2 separate regions of the Sus scrofa genome follow, and region 1 is linked to region 2. The links are chromatin contacts, called in public Hi-C maps. All regions are on one chromosome and are shown on one strand. The core of a region is the stretch at or near the end of the contact, and the rest is flanking DNA. Distances in the headings are between cores, read along the strand shown.

Region 1 (5,026 bases), core at 111-2,610, 290 kb after region 2:
AATGAATATATCTTGATACATTTAAGGGTAGTAAGGTGTTTATGCTTGGTAATCATGTCAAAATGAACCTCAGCGCACTTTTCCACAAGTATTCTCTCTTTTCACTTGAATTAAACACCGAGTTAATGCCCCAAACTGCTCTTCCCTTTTATTGTGTGCCTTACACACTTCAAGTATATTATATGAATAAAACATATTGGATGAGATCCTACTGTATAACTCAGGGAACTATATCCAATCTCTTGGGATAGACCATGATGGAAGATTAATATAAGAAAAAGAATATATATGTATGTATGACTGGGTCACTTTGCTGCATAGTAGAGATTGGCACGTTGTAAATCAACTAAAAATTAAACACACAAACAAACATTGGAATTCATTTGCCAGAGGACACAAAGCAAGAACCTGAAACACTGGTTCATAGTTTGAATAAACCTGCCTCTGGCCCTGACCAAAAACCATTAAGACCACATTTCAGTTTCCATAAAAGAACAAATGCTCTTTTGTACAAGGAAATTCATAGATGGAAAAAAAACAAGAGAGCACTTGGTGGGGGGGATCAAGCTGTTATTGGAAGAGGAGAAAATTAACATTTCGATGAGTGCTGTATGCAATGCACATTGGACATCGCTTCTTAATCCTCCCAAGAACTCAGTGATAAAGGCGTTATCTCCTTTCCACAGATGAGAAATATGCGGCTCAGGGGTTCTGAGCCTAGCTGGAGCCCAAAGCCACGTTTTCTTAAAACCCCACGTCGTCTCAGCGGGAATTAGGTATGAAGACGTCTTCCTGGGAACTACGTTTCCCAGGATTAGAGCATAATGTAAATGCCTTTCGCCAAACTTCCACTGATTCAGGGCCAGAATATATTACCTTTTGCCTATCCGGCACTTTGAAATAGAAGGCAATACCATCATCTTTCATGCTTTTTAAGACAAGTGATTCTTTTTTCTTTAATGGGGAAAAATAGCAAGTGAAGAACAAATAGCCATTGTAGAAAACAATTTCAAAACCTGTAGGGGGTTTACACTACAGTTCAAACAAAATGAGTACAAGAAGAGAGAGACACGGACCCCCGAGGTGTAGAGCAGAGCCTGCACATCTCAATTCCAAATCTGGGCTGTTTCTCGTAGAGAATACCAGGAAATGACTTCACGTTTTTCTGAACTATCAATACAAGTCAAGTATCCCAGTAGGAGAACCCTACTTCTGGACCACGCCCACAAATGCCAATCAGGCAAAGGGGCGGCCGAGCAGCGCCACTAAACCCGGTCAGGTCCCGCCTCCTGCCCCGCCCCTGGCCCTGCCCGGCTGAGCCCGGCTGGGTCGACCACAAGATACACCTTTGCGCCTGCGCAAACCGAACCGCCTGCCCCTGGCAAAAAGAAATTGCGCATGCGCCAAAGGGGAGAGCTGGTTTTTTGTTTTTTTTTTTTTTCTCCCCGCCCGCTACTCAACTCTTTTCCTACAGCGGCTTAGCGAGGCTATGCTTCCGGGTCAAAGGGTTTGCTTCCGGAGAGCGGGAAGGCCGAAACGCGGCGGCTAGGTTGGATCTGAGTTTATAAGCTTCTCGTTGGAAAAGGCCGTGGCCATGGACAGGTTAGTTCTGGTGATGACGGCTGGGCTCGGACACTTGTCTCTCCCCGTTGGAGGAACGAAATGGGTGAAACCCGACTCCCGGAGGAAACCGAGGAAGGCCCGGATGCTGACCCGGGACTTCTTTTCTGGGCTGGGGGACTACAGCTGATGGAAGAAAGGCTGCCTAGGTCTGGGAGGGATAAGGATAATGATAATCCCCTGCGTTTCCGCTTGACTCCACCATCTGTTCACTTTCGCGCAACAGTTTTCCCTCCTGGGGTGGGCGGGGTAGGAGGTGGCCCGGCCTTCGAGATGCTATTACCTGCCGGAGATCACAAAGCCAGTCAGTGACGGAACTGGGATCTCAGCCCAGACCTTCTCATTACAAGTTGCAGCATCACATAGTTAACTGTATTGAGTTCTTTCTGTGACACTGGCTCTATGCTAGGCACCTGCGACAAAGATGAGTTATTTAAGCTTTTTGGCCTTGGAGAATGCGTAGTGGAGGAGACAACCGAGCGGTACAAAGTGGTGTTTTTGGTACTGCTCTTTGGGAAGAGAAATGAGGGAGCACGGAAGTCTCCCTGTCCTGGAAGGTATGCGGAAGACCTCTCAAAGGAGATAACTTTCTAGTTGGTCTTTGAATAACATTAGCCTACAATGAGTACGCTTTAAATGTTTTATTAGCTAATCTCCCTAACAATCCTATGAGGATAGTTACTGCGATCCTCTTTTCATAGGTAGCACTGGGGCTAAAAGAGGTTAAGGAACTTGGTCAAAGTTAGGAAGCTAACAGATAAGAGAACCAAGACACCAACCTAGATCTGTGTGTGTCCAGACTCCAGGAGGCTGTTTGATAAGTAAATATTCACCAGGTAGACCAAGGAGACAAATGTAGGCCTCTGTAAGAGAAATAATACGTACAAAAGTGTAAGGATATGAAAGGATAGTTGAATGGTCACATTCACTGTAGCTTTGTATGGGAGTGATGTTTGTGGCTGAATATAAGCCTGAACTGGTAAGCTGGAATCAAATTGTAAAAACTGTGCTTGAAAGTTTGAATTTGATTCTGTAGGCCACAGATAGCTATCTGAAGATTTTAAGTAGAGGAAATGCATATTAGAGTCTTAAGATACAGGTCTCATAATTCGCACAATATTTTTAGACTTTGGGTGGAGAATGACAGGGGCGTTGTGACTACAGTAGCGCTGTACTCTTAGTGTACTCTGGGGAGAAATAACTCGAAGGGTCATTCTCTCCACTTTACTAGAATTCTTTTTCACTTAGCCTCCCAAGTCACCAGCTCAAATAGTTGTACCCATGGTTTGGAGTATTCTAGAGACAACAGAAAATCCCTTTAAGAGATAGTTCCTTCAATTTTAGGGACCTCCTCAAGCCAATAAGAAAAGATTTACCTAAAAAAAAAAAAGAAAAAAAAAAGATTTACCTTCATGAAGCAATTATCTTTTTTTTTAAAGTTTTGATCACTGTTTTAGATATTTTATTGCTAATTTATTTTTTACTACTCAATGAATTATTTTACATTTATAGTTGTACGACGATCGCAATTATCTAAAACAGTGTTATAATCTAGATTAGATTCCAAGTGTTAATAATTCCGTAGGAGAAAATAACAAGTGCTAGAAAGTCAAAGAAGTCTTTTTACAAGTAAAATATGAGCAGGACTCTGAAGGATAAGCAGGATTTGGAGCCAGAAGGGTATTGTCAACACAAATATCAAAGACTTGAGAATTGTCTTGTGGGGCAGTGCATTGAAGATCCAGCATTGTTTCTGTTTTGGCACGAGTTTGATCCCTATCTTGGGAACTTCCACATGTCCCAGGCCTGACCAAAAAGAAAAAAAAAATCAAAGACTTGGCTACTGAGGTGATCTACACCTTGACTGACTCAGGGTCTTTTGCTCCAATCATGACGATAATGTGTTTTTGCAAATACTACATTCTCATTTCATTCACATGAACTTGATTATGCAATTTTAGGAGTGGCTTTGGAGAGATGTTATCCCCTGTGATCCGGGAGGCAGAGGTGACTCGGACTGCACGCAAACAGAGTGCCCAAAAAAGAGTTTTAAGTATCCTTTGCATTTTAAGCATCAGAATAAAAATTGCAACTTGTTTGGAATTAGAATTAATAGAATTTTATTTTTATGAGAGATATTAAGCACTAGCTATAGTAATAAAATGCTGTGGAAAATAGGTTTGGTTTTGTTTCTTTAACTCCCCACATATGTTATTTGGTAAATATAATGCTGAAATTCAGTGGAATTCATATTTCCCTGAAAATAGGAATGTTCCATTCTACTGCTATCATATTGTGATTAACTTCTGCTGAAATTAGATTGTTTTTTTATTTTTTATTTTTATTTTTTAATTTTTAAAAATTTATTTTATTTTATTTTTTGTCTTTTTGCCATTTCTAGGGCCGCTTCTGTGGCATATGGAGGTTCCCAGGCTAGGGGTCGAATCAGAGCTGTAGCCGCCAGCCTACACCAGAGCCACAGCAACGCGGGATCCGAGCCACTTCTGAGACCTACACCAACAGCTCACGGCAACGCCGGATCATTAACCCACTGAGCAAGGGCAGGGACCGAACCCTCAACCTCATGGTTCCTAGTCAGATTTGTTAACCACTATGCCACGACGGGAACTCCTAGATTGTTTTTTTATTATTTGAAATCTCTTAGTTCAATGTGTAGAAATCTAAGACTCATAACTATGAATTTAAATGGGAAAGGGAATTGTTTGTTCTTTGCACAGGAACAATGTTAGCCATAAAATAGCATGTTCTTAAAAATTGTAATTTACATACTTTGTTTAGTCTAAATATGGTTCATTCCAACTTTAATGGTGTCTTTTCTACATGGAAAACTTTACTTAACTTTTTCCTATAGTTCGGGCATCCCAAGATGAAATTTTTACTAATACTACACCAAGAAACCAGGTTATTCCCCGAACTCCCAGCTCATTTCGACCACCTTGTAAGTTGTTTTGCTTTTAAGGCATTTAATAATAATAATAATAATAGCATCTCATTCTCTTTGGCTACAGTATCAATAATTAAGAACAAATAATGATTGCAGTTACTCTTTGTTGAACTCTTACCATGTGTGAGACACTGTACTTACATAGATACATAATAACTATGACATGGTATTATCTTTGTTTTGCCAAAACTGAAAGTGAGACTTAGAGAAACTGATTCCTACAAATAACATAGCTACTTAGTATGTAAGTAATGGGACCAAAATTCAAACTGTAATCTGCTTACTCCACATCTTTCCCCTCTAGACTGTAGTTGTCGTATGCTTCGACAAAGTCATGGGCTCCTTAGTGTCCTTCATTAATGCTAAGTTATGTTGTAATGAAAGCATCTCTGTTTGCAGTAATAATTTTTTCCTGGTAGTTTCAGTAATACCAAAAGTTTG
Region 2 (4,531 bases), core at 199-2,698:
TCTGGTCAGAAAGGAGATGTGACTTTGAAGTATTGATTAGAGGTATGTGCTCTGAATCAGGCTGGGCCCAAATCTCCATTCCACTATTTTATTAGCTTTGTTACTATAAGCCAGTTGTGAGATCATTTTGCGCCTCAGTTTCCCCATCTATAACATGCAGATGATAATAGCATCTACCCGATAATGTTGCTATGCAGTTAAATGAGATAGCATGTCTAAAATACTTCTATGGTGTTGGTATATACTATTTTCTAAATAAATAGTAATAAAGGTAGTAGTGGCATTAACAATAATATATGTATCAGCAGCCCCAGAAATATGTGGTTTATGAACTCAGAGGCAATTTAAAAAGTATATAAGTCTTCCTAAAGTAATAAGTTCTATAGCCACACCTAATTTGCTAGTGTGTTCTGACATATTCTTTAATCTTCTTTTTTCTTATTAGCCAATCCTTATTTAAACTCAGGTGGTGTATATTTTCCAAAGAGCTCCTCCAGTCAGTGGAGAATATTCAAACAAGCAGTTTCTGCATCAGTGGTTTTAAATTATTGTCCCAATACATTAGAATTAATTAAGATGCTCTATTCTCTAGACATGTAAAATTGTATGTCTTTTGTTAATTCACAATAAAGATGTACCAAGCTAGTGCAAATCATTTTAAAAACTGCTAAAACAGATCTAGTTAGTCACTGATTAAAATAGATCTAGTTAGTCAATGAAAACATAACTATCAACCATGAATTTTGGACTGTTATGAGCTGCTCTCTGTGCTAGCCACCAGAAATATAGGGATGAACCAAAGAGACATAGTAGACCTGCAGGAAGTTCTTGGATTCTTAAAACTCTGTCTAGCTAAGAGACTCTTTCTCCCTCTCTCTCCCTCTCTCTCCCTCCCTCTCTCTCCCTCTCTCTCTCTCTCTCACACACACATACACACACACACAGAGACAGCATCATTTCTGGAAGAACACTCAAGACACTAGCAATGGTGCTTACTTCTGGGGAGCAACCATTTTATGCCTTTTTGTATTGACTTACCATATGCTTGCATTCATCACCTTTTCCAAAAGTAAACAGAAATTAAAAATGAAAACTTTTATATAAACCAAGAAATTTATTAACTCATGTCTAACTCTGATCCATCTATTCTATGTGACATCTTTGCACTTCCCTCTTAATACAGAAAGAAAATTAAGTCATTCACTGCAACATAGTACTGATATTGATCCCCAGCCCTTTAATTACTCTTAATTTCCCTTGTAAGCACACAATAACAGCTGTGCAGTCAATCAATCCATGTGCCACAGTGATAGCCTGTTGAAATGCTTTGCTAAATGAATTTGGTCATGGTGGGATGATCAGGATCTCCCCGTGTGGCTGGGTAACTGCTCTGTAGTGGCCAGCAGGATCTGCAGCCCACTCTGCAGAGCCATCCAGCATCCTCCTCATCCGTCAGCAGCATGTCTCCTGGAGAACTAAGCAGTGACCTTCCTCCATGAATGCTGAGGCTCATTTTCTTTTTGAAGCTCTTTGCTATGTACTTGACTCCAGAGAGCAGTGAGTCCTTCAGCTTTAACCTTGCCAAGAAACCATCAATCAGTCTATCAGCAGACATTTATTAATCATCCCCCATGTTCAAGGCACTGTGGTGGATGCTTTGGGGATGTCAAGAAATATAAGATGTGGTTTATAACCTATAAGAGTTTATTGTCTAGTTTAAGAGATAGAACATGCAACAATTCAAAAAGTAGAACTGTAAAAGGTAGATAATTAAAAGTGACAAATTAAGAGGTGAAAGGGGAAAGGGAGCTATCATTTATCAAATGCCTGTACATTGTGCTGTTCACTTGATCATCCTGCCAGCCCTGCTTTTAACTCCATTTTTATAGACTTATGATGAAGAAAGTTGCCTAAAATCACACAGATAGATGATGGCTGCACCTGCATTAAAACTTCAGTAAACTGGAGTTCAAAGCTCTGCTCTTCTGACTGCAAAACTTTGCTCTTCCCAGTGTGTATAATACCTCCCCATAGAAACAAACACTCTAAGGGTTAACTGGAATGAGTTATCACTTTGATGGTAACCTAAGACATTGTGAAAAGAATGTGAAATTTGAGGAAGACTTTAAAGGGGTTAAAAAGCCAAGGGTGGTTAGAGTGTTGTAAGTTAAAAGAAAGGAAGGAAGGTATATTTCCATTTGTAAGGAAGGGCCTGCTCTCTGGGGATAGAAATGGAAAATCCAAGCTGAGGAGAAGAACCCTGAGTGGTGTGCTTGACCCTGTTATCTGCTCTTCTCAGCACAGGTATACAGCATGGTTCTGAGAGCATGGAGGTGCTTCTGGGACCAGCCAGTTAGTGAATAAGTGAGCACTTCTTAGGAGATGGCCCCTCTGGGCATACACTTGGAAGGGCATGGGCCCAAGCATCTTAAAACCTTATATGTCTCCCTAGGAATTCTTGGTATATGTCAGGGACCCACAATATAAGACCAGCTATTTCACTTGATTCTAGGTAATGAATATATTGAAAGAAACACATTTATGTTGGAGTGGAATCCAACATTGACATTCTTTTAAAAATATAAGGCATCAATGCAATGCCTTGCTTGTAGTGCTCTGGCCCAGACAGCTGGGAATAATTGGTTACTCTCATCTACCTTTGGGAGTCTCATGGTAAGGGTTGGGAAGTGCCAGTGTGGACAAGGCACATACATGGCATAGCACATGATATCATAGAGGCAAAAGGTAAAGGAAAAGGGATCCATAATGCTCCTCCAGGGCTCCATGTTTCAGTCTGCTCTGTCATCATATTGTTTTCATTTCTTGTACTGACTAGTCAGTTTCTCATTAGGAACACTCCATGTGTTGCTTTGTCCTTATTGGGCATCTTCTATTTTGCATTTTGTCTCATATCCTACACCTGATCCATCAGCAAATCCTGTTGCCCCTACCTTGGAAATGTACCCAGAATCCAACAAGGCCACCATTTCCACTGTCAGCACTCTGACCCAAAGCTCATCTTCACACCTTGGCATTGTTACAGTAGCTTCCTCACTGGTCTCCCTGCTTCTGCCTTTGTTCCCTGGAATCTCCTCTCAACAGCAGCTGAAAGGATCATGTTTTAACCTACATCAGATCATGACAGTACTCTGTGTGAAGCCCCCGGTGACATCTTGTCCCACTCAGAGTAAAAGCCCAAGGCCTCCCACTGGCCTACAAGACCCTTACAGTTCTTTATAATTACTCCTCCATTCTTCTGCCTTCACCATTCCCCAGCCACACTTGCCTCTTTACTGCCTGAGCAAGCCAGTCACCTTCTTCCTCAGGGTTCTGGAATCTTCTCTTCCTTTTTCCTGGGATACCTTTCCTCCAGATATCCACCTGGCGTTACCACACCTGCTTCCAGATCTCAGCTCAAACATCACTTTTTCATTGAGGCATGTCATAATCTTGCAAAGTCCCAGCATGCACTGCTAGCAATGTCTGGCATACCATGTATTATATTTGTGCATTGTCTGTCTCCCTCCACGAAAAGATCAGTTCCACAAGGGCAAAGATCTTTATCATTTCATTTACTTCCCACACCTTGAACAGTATCTGATACATAGTCGGTAGGTAACAAATAATAGTTAAGTGAATGAATCTGGTAGTCTTTGGCTCAAAAATTGTTTGTTTTTAATAAGGCATACATCAAAGTAAACTACCTACCAAGAAGCAAAGAGATAATGCATTTAAAATTTAAAACAGGTTGCAGAATTTGTGTAGTATAATCACATTTTCAAAATTATATGTTTGGGTCTATATTATGGAACTCTTATTAATGTTCACAATTGAATAAACAAAGCTCTGGAAAATATACCCCAAACTATTGGGGAGTAGAAGTGAAGTTTGTGGGAGCAAGGGAAAGACCAGCTTTACTTTATATACATCTGCATTAGTTAAATGCTTTACAATGACATGTATTATTTCATAATTTAAAGAGAAAAACATAAATTCAGCAAAGTAGCAGGATACAAGAATAACATTCAGAAATTGGTTGGATTTCTGTATACTAACAATAAAATATTAGAAAAGGAATATAAAAAACAATACCTTTTAAAATTGCACCCAAAAAAATTAAATACCTAGAAATAAACCTGACCAAGGAGGTGAAGAACTTGCATGCTAAGAACTATAAAACATTAATCAAGGAATTTAAAGAGGATTCAAAGAAATGGAAAGATATCTCACACTCTTGGATTGGAAAAATTAATATTGTTAAAATGGCCATACTACCCCAAAGCATCTACAGATTTAATGTGATCCCTATCAAATTACCCATAACATTTTTCACAGAAATAGAACAAATAATCCAAAAATGTATATGGAACTATAAAAGACCAAGAATTGCCAAAGCAATCCTGAGGAACAAAAACCAAGCAGGAGGCATAATTCTCCCAGAATTCAGAAAATATTACAAGGCTGCAGCATCAAGACGGTGTGGTACTGGTACAAAAACAGACATAGGGACCAATGGGACAGAATAGAGAGC

Evidence for each region. Hi-C and Micro-C count contacts between places; a contact is called where the count stands out from the background.
Region 1: a contact with region 2 is called in a Hi-C map of retroperitoneal adipose tissue, with 1.5 times the contacts expected there. The contact joins the promoter of NUP107 here to the enhancer-like site in region 2. A contact is called at or near these places in 2 of 5 promoter capture datasets (fetal skeletal muscle and liver), 8 of 47 Hi-C or Micro-C datasets (blood, brain, embryonic fibroblasts and 5 more) and 2 of 2 datasets of contacts at active chromatin or transcription factors (alveolar macrophages and skeletal muscle).

What each region holds. Positions count from the first base shown.
Region 1 is chr5:32,988,301-32,993,326 of Sscrofa11.1, forward strand. NUP107 (nuclear pore complex protein Nup107) reads left to right here and starts at 1,361. Exons shown (of 28, transcript XM_021091969.1): 1 at 1,361-1,602; 2 at 3,582-3,673; 3 at 4,493-4,579. The coding sequence starts at 1,595.
Region 2 is chr5:32,702,048-32,706,578 of Sscrofa11.1, forward strand. All of the region lies in intron 2 of LOC102164628 (a long non-coding RNA gene), which reads left to right. Among named protein-coding and RNA genes, the nearest start is that of MDM1, 31 kb to the left of the region's middle. Within about 2 kb of position 1,449, at least 2 of the 83 cell types and tissues checked have an H3K27ac peak or open chromatin away from gene starts, as enhancers often do. A contact at or near this core is called in omental adipose tissue and retroperitoneal adipose tissue, where this site is marked.